Linked DNA regions of Sus scrofa: region 2 is linked to region 1. Evidence: chromatin contacts called from public HiChIP or PLAC-seq data. All regions are on one chromosome and are shown on one strand. Each heading gives the region's core, a stretch centred on a gene start, on an enhancer-like site or on the middle of the called end of the contact. The rest is flanking DNA. Distances are from core to core; before and after follow the strand shown.

Evidence for each region. HiChIP or PLAC-seq counts read pairs in DNA pulled down with a chosen protein or histone mark.
Region 2: a contact with region 1 is called in an H3K27ac HiChIP or PLAC-seq map of alveolar macrophages. The contact joins the promoter of TMEM129 here to the promoter of CTBP1 in region 1. A contact is called at or near these places in 1 of 47 Hi-C or Micro-C datasets (epiblast stem cells) and 1 of 2 datasets of contacts at active chromatin or transcription factors (alveolar macrophages).

What each region holds. Positions count from the first base shown.
Region 1 is chr8:494,769-501,452 of Sscrofa11.1, forward strand. It overlaps CTBP1 (C-terminal-binding protein 1), which reads right to left and starts at 1,742. Exons shown (of 10, transcript XM_021100867.1): 1 at 1,515-1,742.
Region 2 is chr8:824,015-830,537 of Sscrofa11.1, forward strand. TMEM129 (E3 ubiquitin-protein ligase TM129) reads right to left here and starts at 2,219. Exons shown (of 4, transcript XM_003128802.4): 1 at 964-2,219. The coding sequence starts at 1,168. TACC3 (transforming acidic coiled-coil-containing protein 3) reads left to right here and starts at 1,419. Exons shown (of 16, transcript XM_003128804.5): 1 at 1,419-1,837; 2 at 3,542-3,704; 3 at 3,859-4,001; 4 at 5,414-6,208. The coding sequence starts at 3,543.

The DNA of each region.
Region 1 (6,684 bases), core at 492-2,991:
AGCTAGAGAAAGCTCCGCCCAAAGCTCAGGGGCCATGCTAGTTCCCCCCCCCAACCTGGTCCGCGATCCCTGATCTATAGGCTCCAGTGGCTGGGCGGCAGGAGAGGACGGAAGAAGCTGCGGGTGGCGCCTCTCCCGCCACCCCAATCACAAGGAGGCCCTAGGCCAGCTACTGGAAGCCAGGAGGAGCAGGGACTGTGCAAGGTGGCAGGACAGGTGGGCACGACGCGGCGGAAGTGGCCGGATAGGGATGTAGACAGCGGCCAGCAAACCAACACCACCCCGGGGGGGCCCCCCACCCGGCCTTCCCCGGCCAGCCCCAGGCTCAGGGCCCCAGTGCTGCCGGGGGCACGGATGGTGCCTGCTCCTGTCACTTCTCAAAACAAGAGCGGCATAAGGTGCCTGGGGACAAACAGAAGCGGGTCACACCACTCTAGGTACTCAGGTGGAAACAGACAGGCTCAGAGAAGGAGGCGGGCGCCCTGCTGCCACCTCCGCCTGGTGAGCGGGAAGGGCGCCGCCTCGGCAGACGCAGCACTTCGGACGTTTCATAAGCCGGTGGGGATCGAAAGGGCGAGCAAAGCGTGAGGGAAGACACCGCGCCGCGGATTCGCGGAGGGCCGCTTCGGCTCCGCAGTCCGGCCACGAGCGACGCCGGGTCCCCGATCGGCGCGCCAGACCGCTCCGCAGGGCCCCACCAGCAAGGGCTGCGCCAGCCTGGCGGGGCCTGCACCCTGGGTGCGGGGGTCCCAGGGCCCCCGCGCCCCTTTGTGTCACCTGCGCAGGCGGGTCGGGCGGCGGCGCACGCGCACTCGCACGCAGCAGCACGCGCACGCGCGCGGCGCTCCCGGGCCCCGCCCCCGGCCGGAGGCGCGCCGGCGCCGGCGCGCACGCGCACTCGCACACAAAGCCGGGCCCGCGCCCGCCCCGCCCGCCCCCGCGGCCCCGCCCCGCCCCGCCCCCGCGGCCGGAAATGCGCGCGCGCGGCCTTACCGAGCGGCAGGCCCTTGTTGAGCAAGTGCGAGCTGCCCATTGAAAGGCGCGGGCGGCCGCGGGCTCCGACGAGTCCGGCGCGCTCCGCCGCGAGCCCGGCGCGTGGGGCGGCCTGGGCGCCGTCCGCTGCTCCACCCGCTCGCCTGCGCCGGGCGCCGCCGTGCCGAGCCGCCGCGCCGCGCCAGCAGCCGCTCCACCGGGCGGGGACAGGGCGCGCGCGCGGGCGGGGCTTCCGGCGCGGCGGCCTCCTGTTTCCAGGCGCGGGCGCCGCGCAGGACCACGCGGACGGCTGCAGGCCGCGCCCGCCCGCCCCGCCCGCCGCGCCCGCCGCGCCCGGCCTGCGGGCTCCCCCGCCCCCGCCGGCCGCGCCGCCCCGCACCCGCACATGCACCTGCCCAGCACATGCAGACTCACTTGCTGAGAAGCCCCAAGGCCCCGCCTGCCCGCACACGCACCTGCCCCGAACCCTCCAGATCCCACCTGCCCCCACGTTCACCAGCCCTGAACCTGCCAGGCCCCACCTGCTTGTAATCCACTGGGCCTTGACTGATGGGCTGAACTTGCTGTCATCCGCACCCTCGGGGCCGCACCGGTCTCGCACCTTCCTGCTGGCGGCTGGGCGAGCGAATGCGCTTCTGGGTACCGGTGGTTTGAATGTCCTTTGGACTCCTGGCGGCTGCAAGGTCGTGGGAGGCAGCGGCACAAACGCGGGAGGGTTTCTCTGGGAAACCCTGGCCTTGTGCTTGGGTTCCAGGGACCGAGGAGGGCGTGTCTGGGCGGAGCAGCCTGGACAGGAGTCCCCAGGACAGCTGCTCGAAGCCAAGGGCAGGGACTTGCCTAGGTCTGGGGTGGGGGTGGGGTCCCTGGGAAGCAGCCAGATGTGGCTGAAGCAGGTGTCAGGGTGAGCACCGCCTCAGCCCCAGAGAGAGCACCTGGGCTTAGTTCCAGAGTCCAGAGGGGACCTGCCACCCAAGGGTCATGGGGGCTTTCAGGGTGGGAGCTAACCAGGTCTCCCGGGTGAGGTTACGGGGGCAGGGCCCAGGAGACTCTGGAGACCTTTCTCCCCAGACCCACACTGTCCTGGGAGTTGCGTTGCTACGAGGTGGCCATGAGGATGGGCGGTATAACTCTCTTCCCAGGTAAAAAGATTTTTTTTTTTTTTTTAGGGCCACACCCAAAGCACATGGCAGTTCCCAGGCTACGAGTCAAATCAGAGCTGCAGCTGCCAGCCTGCACCACAGCCACAGCAACGCAAGATCCTAGCGGCATCTGTGACCTACACCGCAGCTTGATCGGAAGCCAGATCCTTAATCCACGGAGCGAGGCCAGGGATCAAACCTGCATCTTCATGGCTGTTAGTCGGGTTCTTAACCTACTGAGCCACAACGGGAACTCCAAAAATCACTTCCTTAAAAGGCAACAGCCGTGACCAGCACTCAAGTGTTGGTACAGTTGATGAAACATGATGGGCCATCCTGAAACCAACCCTGTTGTCTATACATCTTTAAAGTCCATAAATCAGAGAAGTGTGAGTGGACGCAAGAAAGCGTGACGAGAACTGGGTGTCTGTCTGTAAAACAGATGCTTGTAACCTCTCTGAAGATATGTTATGCCTCTATGAAAACACCTCCTAAACTGGATTAACTAGGACATGTGGGGAAATGAGAAAATAGGATGTGGTTGATCATTCAGCAAATCTCTTCGAGAACTTTCCTAATCGCAGACACCAAACGCGTCTTGGAGGGAAGATCAGAATTCCAGACCTGGCGCCTGTCTTGTGCACACACCCCGCCCGTTGTCTCACTCCGCGTGGTCCAGGGCAGGATCCCGGATGTGGTCTGGCCCGCCTCCGCCAGCTCTTCCTGTCCTGTCTTGGCACCTCCCGGCCTGAGACCCAAGGTGTCCCTTGATACCTGTTCTGGTACCATCCCGGGCCCTTGGCCTTCTTAACCCATAGAAATTGGAAAGTGGCCGACAGGTGAACTCCGGCAAGGCTTTCCTGGCGCCCCGGTTGCAGCACGGGCCGGGGTGGGCAGCAGACCACAGTTCCCTTGCTTGTTCGCCCACGGGGCCAGGGGGCGGGGGGGGGGGCGGGCTGACTCCTTACATGGGGTGTGGGTAGGGGTGGGTGCAGGGTTCAGGCCAGAGGGGCGGTTTAAGTGGCCTGCCCACGTCTTGGGTGGCACTGTGTGCGCAGGAGGCCCGCACGGTGCTCTGCTCTCCATCTCCTCTCGTCAGAAGTGGCGATGGGGCTTTTAGTCTTTTTGTATCTTCCTGCCCCTAATCCGCCCCACCTGCCTGCCCACAGGTATTTTTAGTCCCTTGTGGTTTCTTTGTATTTGTTGCGGGAGGAGATGTTTGCCCAGGTGCAAGCCTTGCAGCTTCTGCAGCAAAGGGTCCCGGGTCCCAGGTCCTGGCCTGCTCACTCCGTCCACCTCGCAGCCCCTGCCCAAGGTCACCCGTGTCCCTCAGTCCCTATGAGTGGCACAGTGAGTGGTAACATAAATCAGATTCCATCATCCCCTACGCTAAACCCTGTAGGGGAGTTCCTGTTGTGGCTCAGTGGTAACGAACCTGACTAGAATCCAAGAGGACGTGGCTTCGATCCCTGGCCCTTCTCAGTAGGTTAAGGAGCCAGCATTGCCGTGAGCTGTGGTGTAGGTTGCAGATGCAGCTCCGATTCGACCCCCAGCCTAGGAACCTCCATATGCCGCGGGTGCGGACCTGAAAACAAAACAAAACAAAAATAAACCCTTGTAGGGCTTGTCATTGCGCTGCAAGGGGTGTGGCAGCTTTTCCCCAGGCCTCCTGCTACCCTGCTACCCTTGCTTCCAGGAGCCCCTCCCTCCCACCCCCACAGGCCTTTGCACTTGCTGTCTGCAGGCCTTCCCCTATCTTCCGCCCCCGTTCTCCTCTGCCCTACCTGGCGTAGGGCTTGCCTTCCTGTCTGGGTTCCACTGTGCCGCCAGCCCCCTGAGGGCAGGCCTGCTCTGCCCCTCAGGCCCTGAGCGGGAGCCTGCTCCCCAGGCACCGGACAGGAGGGCCTGACGCGGCATTCCCACAGGCCTGGCCTCCTTGCTCCTCAGTCCTCAGGACTGGTCAGAGGCACCAAGGCCACGGATGCTCTCCGGGCCCCCTCCCTCCTCACCCTTCTGCACGTGGCCCCAAAGACCCCGAGTCGGCAGACGGGGTTGGGCGGCAGAGCAGGAGGCCCAGAGAAGCTCAGTCCTGGCCCCAGTACAGCCCCCAAGGTGGGGGGATGGCCCCGGGATGGGGGCTCCTGCCAGCTCGGCCGCCACTCCTGCTGAGGCCTCACCCAGGGAACTCGCTGCCCAGGGAGCGGGGGGCGGGGGATGGGAGGAAGCCTAGCCCTTGGCTCTTGGCAGGACCGCGTTTGGACCCAGGCCGTCCTGGCCCCTGGGCTCTGCCTCCCTGACTTGCCAATGTAGGGGGCGGCTCCCAGGCCTCCCCGCGGGTCACAGGGCTGCAGCCGGGCTTCTGAAGGATGGAGAGAAGTTTTCTAATGCAGGAAGTTAATATTTGACTTTCCTCTCCACAGACAAGAAAAGACCCTTTGTCTTTCGGTGATTCCGAAAAGTTGCATGATTTTACACCAAGGCCAGGGTGGGCCTCGGGGCGCTCCCATGGGTGGCGGGAGGCGCCCGCTCCCTGTGATCAGTGGTCTCCTACCCGCTGAGCTGCGGCCTTAGGCTCCAGCCTCCCTCCTAGTGGAGGGGCCCGACGGCTCCCCTGGGCACGCTTCCCAGTCTCGCAGCCACTCAGCCGCGGGCCTGAGGCTCTGTGCTGTCTTATGCCCGCGTGGGCTGAGCAGAGGGGAGGGCCCAGGGTGATGGATGCGGATGGTGTCGTGCCAGGGGAAGGGGCAGCCTGGCACAGGTCAGGGATGCAGAGCCGAGCCCGGGGGCGGGGGGAGGGACGAGGAGCTCGCAATGCCAAGGCTTGGGTTCTATTCCCAGCGCTGGATGGGGCGCTGCACTAGGCCGCCTGGGAGAGACCAGCCGCGGCTGCAGGTGGTGGGGCCTGGAGGCCTTGGGGTGGAACCTGAGGGTCAGGCTGCGTCTCCTCCGCAGGGAGACGAGGGCGGCAGGTCTACCAGGGAGCAGTCGCTGCCCAGCTTCTCCCTGCGTAGGAAGGGAGAGGGCGGCTGGGCGCTGAGTGTGCCCACGCTCCAAGGCAGGCTTTGGGCTCCAACAAGGGGGGCCGCCCAGGATTGGGCCGTCCCAGGCAGAAGGAAAGTTCCTTTCCAGGCTCCCTGTTCCTCACAATTTCCCTTCGTAGTGGCAGAGTCAGCGCCAAGGAATTGCATAGGTGCCACTCAGACCCGCGTCCCCCTGAGCCCTGCTCTCCTCTGCGCGGCCTCCCCGCTCCCCCTCCTCCCACCGCACGGCGCCCCCACCCTCAGGTGGGCAGACCCAATGGGGCGTTTGAAACCGAAATGGACAAATATCTACAATATCTGTCATCCAAAGACTGAGAGCTGCCATGAGCCTCTGTCGGACTCAGTGTTTCAGCCGTCAGATGAGAATAACGACAGGGACCTTCAAGGTGCTTGCAACTAAGTGCCGAAGCCCAGGGCGGTGGAGGGCTGCGGGGGCTGGAGGATGGGGGGACGCAGGGAGCCACCCCCCTTGTTCTTCCCCCTCCAGGTCCTGGGTTCCTAGAAGAGGGGAAATAAAAAGTCACCTGTTTGGCAGGCCCACTGGGACTGAGACAAGGCCTGCACCCGAAGGCGGCTTCTTCCCCGAACAGCGCCCCCTACCCCCACCCCCACCCCACCCCCCGCAGCCAGCCCCCCTGTGCCCAGCCCTCTGACCTCAGAAGGCTCTCCTAGTTAGCGCAGGGTCGTGACCTTGGCTATTCAGGGAGGAAATGCCCTGCCCAGAGTTCCTCTTGAGACAGGTGTTGATGGTGAGTTTAGTAAAACCAGGGAACTCGCTGGGTTTCAGATGAGTGTAATGGATTGAATCATGCCTGTTTTTATGTTGGGGTCCTTACGCCCAGCAGCCACGGTGCTGCAGCCTTGATCTTGAACGTCTGGCCTCCAGAACTGGGCGGCAACGAGCCTCTGTTCCTACGTAAGCTGCCCATTTGTGGTCCTTTGATATGGCGGCCCCAGAAAACCGGTACGGGGGGGGGGACGGCCACTGTTCCGAAGACAGGACCAGACGATGATCTTAGACATAAAGCCAAGGGGGCCTCTGGCATCACCCAGGATGGCAGAGCCCTCGAAACTCCTGCTGCGGAACGTGCAAAGACAAGGCGGAAGCAGCAGGCTTTCGGCGAGCCCCTGAGTTCACGAGCAAGTCAGGATGTTCCAGGAGACGGAGACGAGCAGAGTGAGAGTGGAGTGGCTGCACCCTGGGAGCGCTGGTCCCAGGATCCCAGGCTGTGAGTCTGACGGCCACGTTGGCCCTCGTGAGACAGGCGCCAGTAGAGCGGCCCCTTCGGGAGGAGCACAGACGAGGAGGCCCTGCACCTGGGCTGCTCCGACGCCGGCTCAGAGGTGCGGAGCTTTCTCAGGTTCCCCAGTCTGGGCCCCGTCACCCTTGCAGCAGACCAGCCGCAAAGAACGTGGGCCTGGGCCAGCCTCGCCCAGGGGCCTGGCACGGAAGCACATGGGTAGCCACGCTGGGGGGAACCTCTCCATCCTGCCCCGGCTGATTCCTGCCA
Region 2 (6,523 bases), core at 969-3,468, 330 kb after region 1:
CACTCAGCCCACCTTTCTGTCCCCCTCCATCCTGGGATGGTGGTGACCCCACACACACACAGGCTGTTGGGAAGGTGCAGATGGAGGCTCCATAAAGCTGCAGAGATCCTTAGTTCCCAGGGCACAACCCCCAGGAGAACCCAAACTCTGAGCCATGCCTTTCTCCCGGAAACCGGTGAACGGGCACCCCTGCCCCGCAGGGAAGCTAGGTGGAGCGACCAGCTCCCCACCCTGGCCCTGCCTCTATCCTGGCATGGGCTGTCTTTTGCCCGCCTTCCCCACGGGGCAGGCAGCCCCCAGGCACAGGCCCACCTCGTCAGACCAGCCCAGCCCTTCCCAGCCACTTTCCACTGGCCCAGGCTGTATCTCCCTGATGCCAGCTGGAAACCCCTCCCATGTCCACCATGGCAGCTCCAGACAGGGCTGGCCACCGCCACCCGCCCTCCCCCACTTACGTGTGAGCCCAAGTTCTCCAGAGATTCCGCGCTTAGGACCCCACTCTCCAACCAGTCAGCCTCCCAGAGGCCAGTTAGCACCTGGCTCACCTGCCCAGCACAGCCCCTGGCAACACCTGAGCTTCCTGGCCGCACACACGCCTCTCCCCGCCCCGCACCTGAGACGCTCTCAACTGCAGTCGCCCTCCCTGCCTGCCCTTCCTGCACCCCTCTTCCAAGGACTGGGGCCGGCCACCTCTGTTGGCATCATGCCCCTTTCCTGGGAGCTGCCCCTAGGTGACAGCTCCCCACCTGCCCCAGTGACCAGAGCATCCTCTCCCCCAGGGTTCTGCTGCCCGCAAGAGGCAGCTGCGACCAGCACCCTCCTCCTCGCACGGGGCGCTTAGCCCACGGCCTCGGCTCTGCGGCCCGCGCGCGCTCCCCCGTCTCTTCCCCCCTGGGGTCCGGGAGATGGGCCTCCAGCGCCCCCCCCCCGCCCCCAGCTCCGCCGCGCGCCCCGCGAGCTCACCGAGCGGCAGCAGCGAGTGGCACAGCAGCGTGGCGGCCGTGCGGCGCAGGTGGTAGGGCACGAAGGCGGCGTCCTCGCTGCCCAGCCAGCCCGACAGCAGGTTCTGCACCGTGAGCCCGGCCGAGTGGAACTCGGTGGGGGTGAACACGAAGCATACGGCGAACACCAGGTAGGCCAGCGTGAAGGTGACCTCGGGGCTGTCCATCGCGCCGCCGTAGCCGCCGGGAAGCCGTCCGGGCGAGGCCCCCCGCCCCGGGGCGCAAAACAGGCCTCAGCGTCCGCGTCCGGTAGGCGCCGGGGCCGCGCGGGGCGCCCTGGGACGTGTAGTCCCCACCCTCAGGCCGCTCGCGGGGCGCTCTGGGAAATGAAGTTCCAGGACCCCGCTCGCGGCCAGACGTCCTGAGCCGCCGCGGCAGTCCTCGCGAGGGTTTGGAGCCTCCCCACGACCCGCCCTGAGGGCGGCGCTGAACTTGGCTCCATTCCACAGCTGGGAATACAGACTCGGGCGAGCAGCTCTCAGGCCCTGGGCCTTTCCGCGCAGCCCAGGCGCGTCTGCGCAGAGCCCGAGATTCCTGGGCGACGGCGGGCCCCGCACTCACCGCCCGCTCTCGAGCCGCGTTTCACCTTCGTCTGCTGGACGAGCCTGGGCTACCGAGAATTCCAGGGGCCGCCCTGCCTAGCGTGCCGCCTCGCCCGGAAGCGGAAGCCGCCTCTTGGGCGCAGCCTCCCATTGGCCTTCGACGCCCTGTGTCCCGCCCCGGCCACGCGCTGATTGGCCGTACGCGCCAACCGTCGATATTTGAATCGGCGGCGGGCAGCCGGGCTCCCGGACACGGCGCCTCCCGCTCCTTCGGTTCCGCGCAGCGGCCGGCAGGTAAGACGGCGACCGGGTCCGGGCTCGGGGCTCCGTTCCTGCCTCTTCTGGCCTGTCCTCGGGCCTTAGCCTGTCGCAGTGGCGGCCTGGACACGGATCTCTGACTCCTCCCGCGGCGCCGCGGTGCCCACAGTCGGCTCTCCTCGCCCCCCCCACCTCGGGGCGCCCCCTTCCCCGGGGTCCCATCTCGCCCGCACTCATCCAGCCGGCCCGGCCGCAGCTGGCAGCGGAGCCGGTGGGCTCTCGGCCCTGCCTCCCGAGGACGCCTAGTGGCCCCTATATCGCCCTCCACGAGGACCCTCCGGCCGGTCGCACCGGTCTTCCCTCTCCCCGGTGACCTCGCCCAGCCCCCGGCCCCCTGTGGCGGTGACCCGCACTGGCACTCCGCCCCTGACCAGCCTCCGCCTTGCTGCCCGGCCCCTCCTCCCGGCGCAGCCCCACCTGTGAGTCATCACCGACCCCGCGGCACCTGCAGCAGAAACCTGGGCTCCAGCGCTGATTCTCAAGAGCCTGCCGGCAGGCCCTCGACGCCAGTCCTCCTCCGCGCTGGCCTCGCCCCTTCTGCTCAGGAGCCGCCTCCCTGGCCCCCCGTCATTAGTAGGAGCCAAACCCGTAGAGGCTGCCATTGTCGCACCCCCACCTTCCCCAGGTGAAGGGATCCCACAGAAAGGGTGCTCTAAGTCTCCCTCCTGTGGCCCAGGGCCCTCCGGCCCCTCCCCGTTTCACCCCGTCCCCCAGGCCAAACCCAGTAGTCCCCCTTGACTTAGGCTTCCCTTTCCCACCTCCCCACGCCGCGTGTGGGCCTGCTGGCCAAGCCAGGGCTGACCGCTCCCCCCTGGCCACAGACAAGAGCCTCTGGCTCCCTGCTTCCCTCCTCCCGCTCCCTGCTCCACACGCAGCACCCAACCCCACACCCTCCAGGCGGCTCATCCCCCTGACCTCACCTCGTTCCAGGGCACCCGTGTTCCTTAGGCCCCAGCCGTTTTGCTCTTGCAGCTGAGGTCCCCGGGGCCCCCACCCCCAGCAGGTACCTGTGCTGCCCAGTTTTCTGGTGACTCCTAAGTTGGGAATGCCGGGTAGGTGACCATGATGAATTTGGGAAGGAGGAGTAGGACTATTCTAGAACCTCGTGGACCCGACCGGAGGCCCCTGGTGTGTTTCTAGTCTCCAGACCCTGGTGTAGAAGCACCTCAACTCCCCACAGGTGATCCTGCACGTGCCGCTTGTTACCATCCCTGCTCCTCCTCTGAGCCTTGGCCCTCCTGGCGCCCCCGTCGGTGGGCAGAGAGCCAGCTGCCCTGCCCTTCTGCTTTTCTGCCCTCCTCCATCTCGGCTGCCTGCTCCAGCCCCAGTGCCAAGGCCTCTGCCAGTTTTGTCACAGATCAGCCCTTATCTGTCTCCCAACTTTTACCCACAAAGTTCCAGTTATTTCGAGGACCTGTTCTTCCTTCTTGCCCTGTGGGCTGAGAGCCCTCCTAGCTCTTTCTCCCGGGAGGGGCAGCTCCCCCCAGAACGGGATAAGGACACGCTCTGGCAGAGGACATGCTGCCTGCGGTGTCTCACACACACACACACACGCCCGTGCAGGAAGGGGACGTCCACCCTGCGGCACCGTGGGGTCAGCTCGCTTGTCTTCACATATGTGCGTCTAGACAACAGGGTGTCCCCGCCCTCCTCTTGACTCACAACTCTCTGCTTTCCCAGAATGAGTCTGCACGTCTTCAGTGATGAAAATGTCACTGGTGACAGAAGTACAGAAAATTGCGACTTCCTGTTTTCACCACTGGAACTTACCGGAAGATCATCTGTCCTCCGGCTGTCCCAGAAAGAAAATGTGCCGCCCAAGAGCACAGCCAAAGCCACGAAGGTGAGCCCCGCAGATCTCCTGGGGGTCACACGTGCAGTCCCGGGGCCTGCTTTCCCGGGGCCTTAGCCAGCTGGCCGGGCGGGGCCCGGTGGCTTCTAGTGTGGTGGGGGAAGGTGTGAGTTATTGGACGAGTGCCTTCCTGTCTCCCCGACAGGTGACTTTTCAGACACCTCTGCGGGATCCACAGACTCACCGGATCTTAAGTCCCAGCATGGGCAGCAAGCTGGACGCTTCTTCAGCTCTAGGGGACACCGTTGGACTAGAAAGCTCTCATCAAGGCCGGGCCCGGAAAGAGAGGTAAGTGTTGGCGCTGTTTGGCAACCCGCAATCGGTAACCTCTCCGGCGGACTCCGCAGGAAAACGTCCGAGCTGGTTCCTCCTGGTCTCTGCTCCAAGTTTGTGTGGGAGTTGGAAGTCGTTTCTTCCTGGAAAGCGAATTGCGAAACGGGGGAAGTTTAAACCTCACACTCCACTCCTCTGTTGTGCCCTTGCCGACAACTTGGCCTTGGTTTTTGTTTGTCTCTGGGCATGAAATGTCCTGGCCGCATTTCCATGGAGGGACACTCTGTGGCTTTGCTGCTTTTCTTCCCTCCTGCCATGCCCGTGGCAGGCACAAGTTCCCGGCACAGGCGTTGAACCCACGCCAGAGCCACAACCTGAGCCACTGCAGTGACAGAGCTAGGTGCTTAGCTCACTGAGCCACAGGGGAGCTCCCTGCTGCCTTCTTAGCCTCCCACTTGGCTCTCCCTCCGCTTGCAAGTCAGCCTCCCATTCTCAACATCAGGCCTTGAAGAAAGCTTACGGACAGGCCTTAGTTCTAGAGGCAGAAGAGCTGTCTGTCCTGTGCTGTGGTCAGAGGCTCAGATTTTAAACACGTGACTGGCGGCAGAAGCTTTTTTGCAACCTTGCCAACCATGGGCTTGGGTGTGGTGGTCGCCTCGCACCTGCCAGGGCTTTTCCTGCTTCCGTCTGGAGATGAGGAACCTGGCGCGGAAGTTCCTGGGCCAGGGATCAAACCTGAGCCACAGCAGTGACAACGCCAAATCCTTAACCACTAGGCCACCAGGGAACTCCTATGCTTGCTTTTTCTCTTAAACGGATTTCAGGTGTCTAAAAGCCAAAGATGGCTAATGTGCCCTCACCCAACTCAAGGGAAGTGTCCTCCAGCCGAGTGCCCGTCTCCCCGTGGGGGACCCTGCAGTCCTGGCTCTCCCCTCGCCCAGCTTTCCGTGCTGCTTTTCAACATCAGTGTTTTTTTCGCTTTCCTTTTTGAGACTCAGCCAGCTGAGGTCAGCGCGACTCCAGACTCCAGCCGCGCGAGCCGCTCCAGGCCTGCAGAGCAGAGGCGTGTGGGCCCCGGGGTTGGGCCTGCTCTGCCCGAAGGCAGCGTCCTTGACCTGCCCTTTCTCCCTCCAGTGAGAAGCCCGACTCTCATGTGCCCTGGCTGGTGGTCCCCTGTTGGAAGGGGACATGGGCTGGCGTGGGGAACCTGACTCTGACCGTGGCCGTCGGGTTCCTGTGCTCAGTGCCCGTGTCTCCGGGTGGCCCCCCAGCATGGCTCTGCGGGACGCACTTGGGAAACCGCCCCTGGGAGAGGGTTGACTGGATGACCTTTTTTTCCTGTCTTTAGCTAATGCTGTCACATGGACTCAGACCTAGAAACCTGTCTGGGTCCTTACTTAAAGTTAAGTAAGTCTGTTTCTAAAAAGCCAACAGCTTACCAAGGAAACAGACACCAGAACCACCGATGGAATTCTCCCGAAACCAGCAGTGGCCGATGCCCATCCTCCTCCGGGGGACCCGACACCCGCCTCTGAAGAGCAGCACCCCGACAGGCCTCCCGCAACCCCCCTGGCCAGCCCGGATCCCCCCAGCTCTCCCCAGATGCCAGAACGTGCTGAGAGCCAAGTGGCGCCCGGCGGACAAGGCTCCTGCAGCCCCGCTCACAGCCCGCAGAGACACAGCCGCCCTCGTCCCTCAGAGGACAGCCTCGCGGCCGCCTCCGCACCACCGCCCCAAGACCGGGCAGAGGAGCCGCTCGGAGCCCCCGGGGAGAAGGGTGTGCCCTCTCCCTCTGCCGGAGCCCGAGGAGAAGAGCCCCTGGTGGACCAGCCGGGCGAGGCCCCGGCAGGCTCCGAGGACACTGCTGGCCGCGAGGACGCTGGCCCTGCTGCGGCCGGAGGGGCCCCGTCCCCCAGTCCTCGGAAGCACGAGGCCGCGGGCCAGACGGCCGACCGTCCGAGGGGTGGGCCCGTGAGGCTGGAATTTGACTTCTCTGACAGTGCCACCAGCAAAAGGCCACCCCCACTGAGGAAACGGGGGAAGACCCCAGGTCTCCAGCCTCCCTCGAGGAGACCCAAGGCAAAGCAGGGGACGGTCTCCGGGGAGGCGGGCGAGGGTCTGGACGGCAACCCGCTCGGAGGCGATGGGGAGGCCCGGACCCCGGAGCCCTGCCCGAGCAGGCCGGCCGGGCCCGCGGCCGCAGAGGACACGTCTCCGAGCCGGTGAGCACGGGGGCAGTGGGGGCAGCGCCCCAGACCAGAAATGCCCCCTGCAGCCCTGTGGGCCTGGGCACACGTGGCCCGGGGGTGGGGGGGAGCAGCAGGGAGCGTCCGTGTGGCTGTGCCCCCTGCTGGGCAGGCTGACCTGCTGTTTGAGCACGTGCTCTCCCAGACAACACCTGGCAAAGTCCCCTGCGTGAGGGCTGCCCGGGGACACTGCTGAGGGGCTCAAGGCCTCCAGGCCTCTCCCCGGCTTCTGTGGCGCTTTGCCGGTGGAAAGGATGAGTGGGTCCTTGGGGCTGGCTGTTTCTTGCGTTG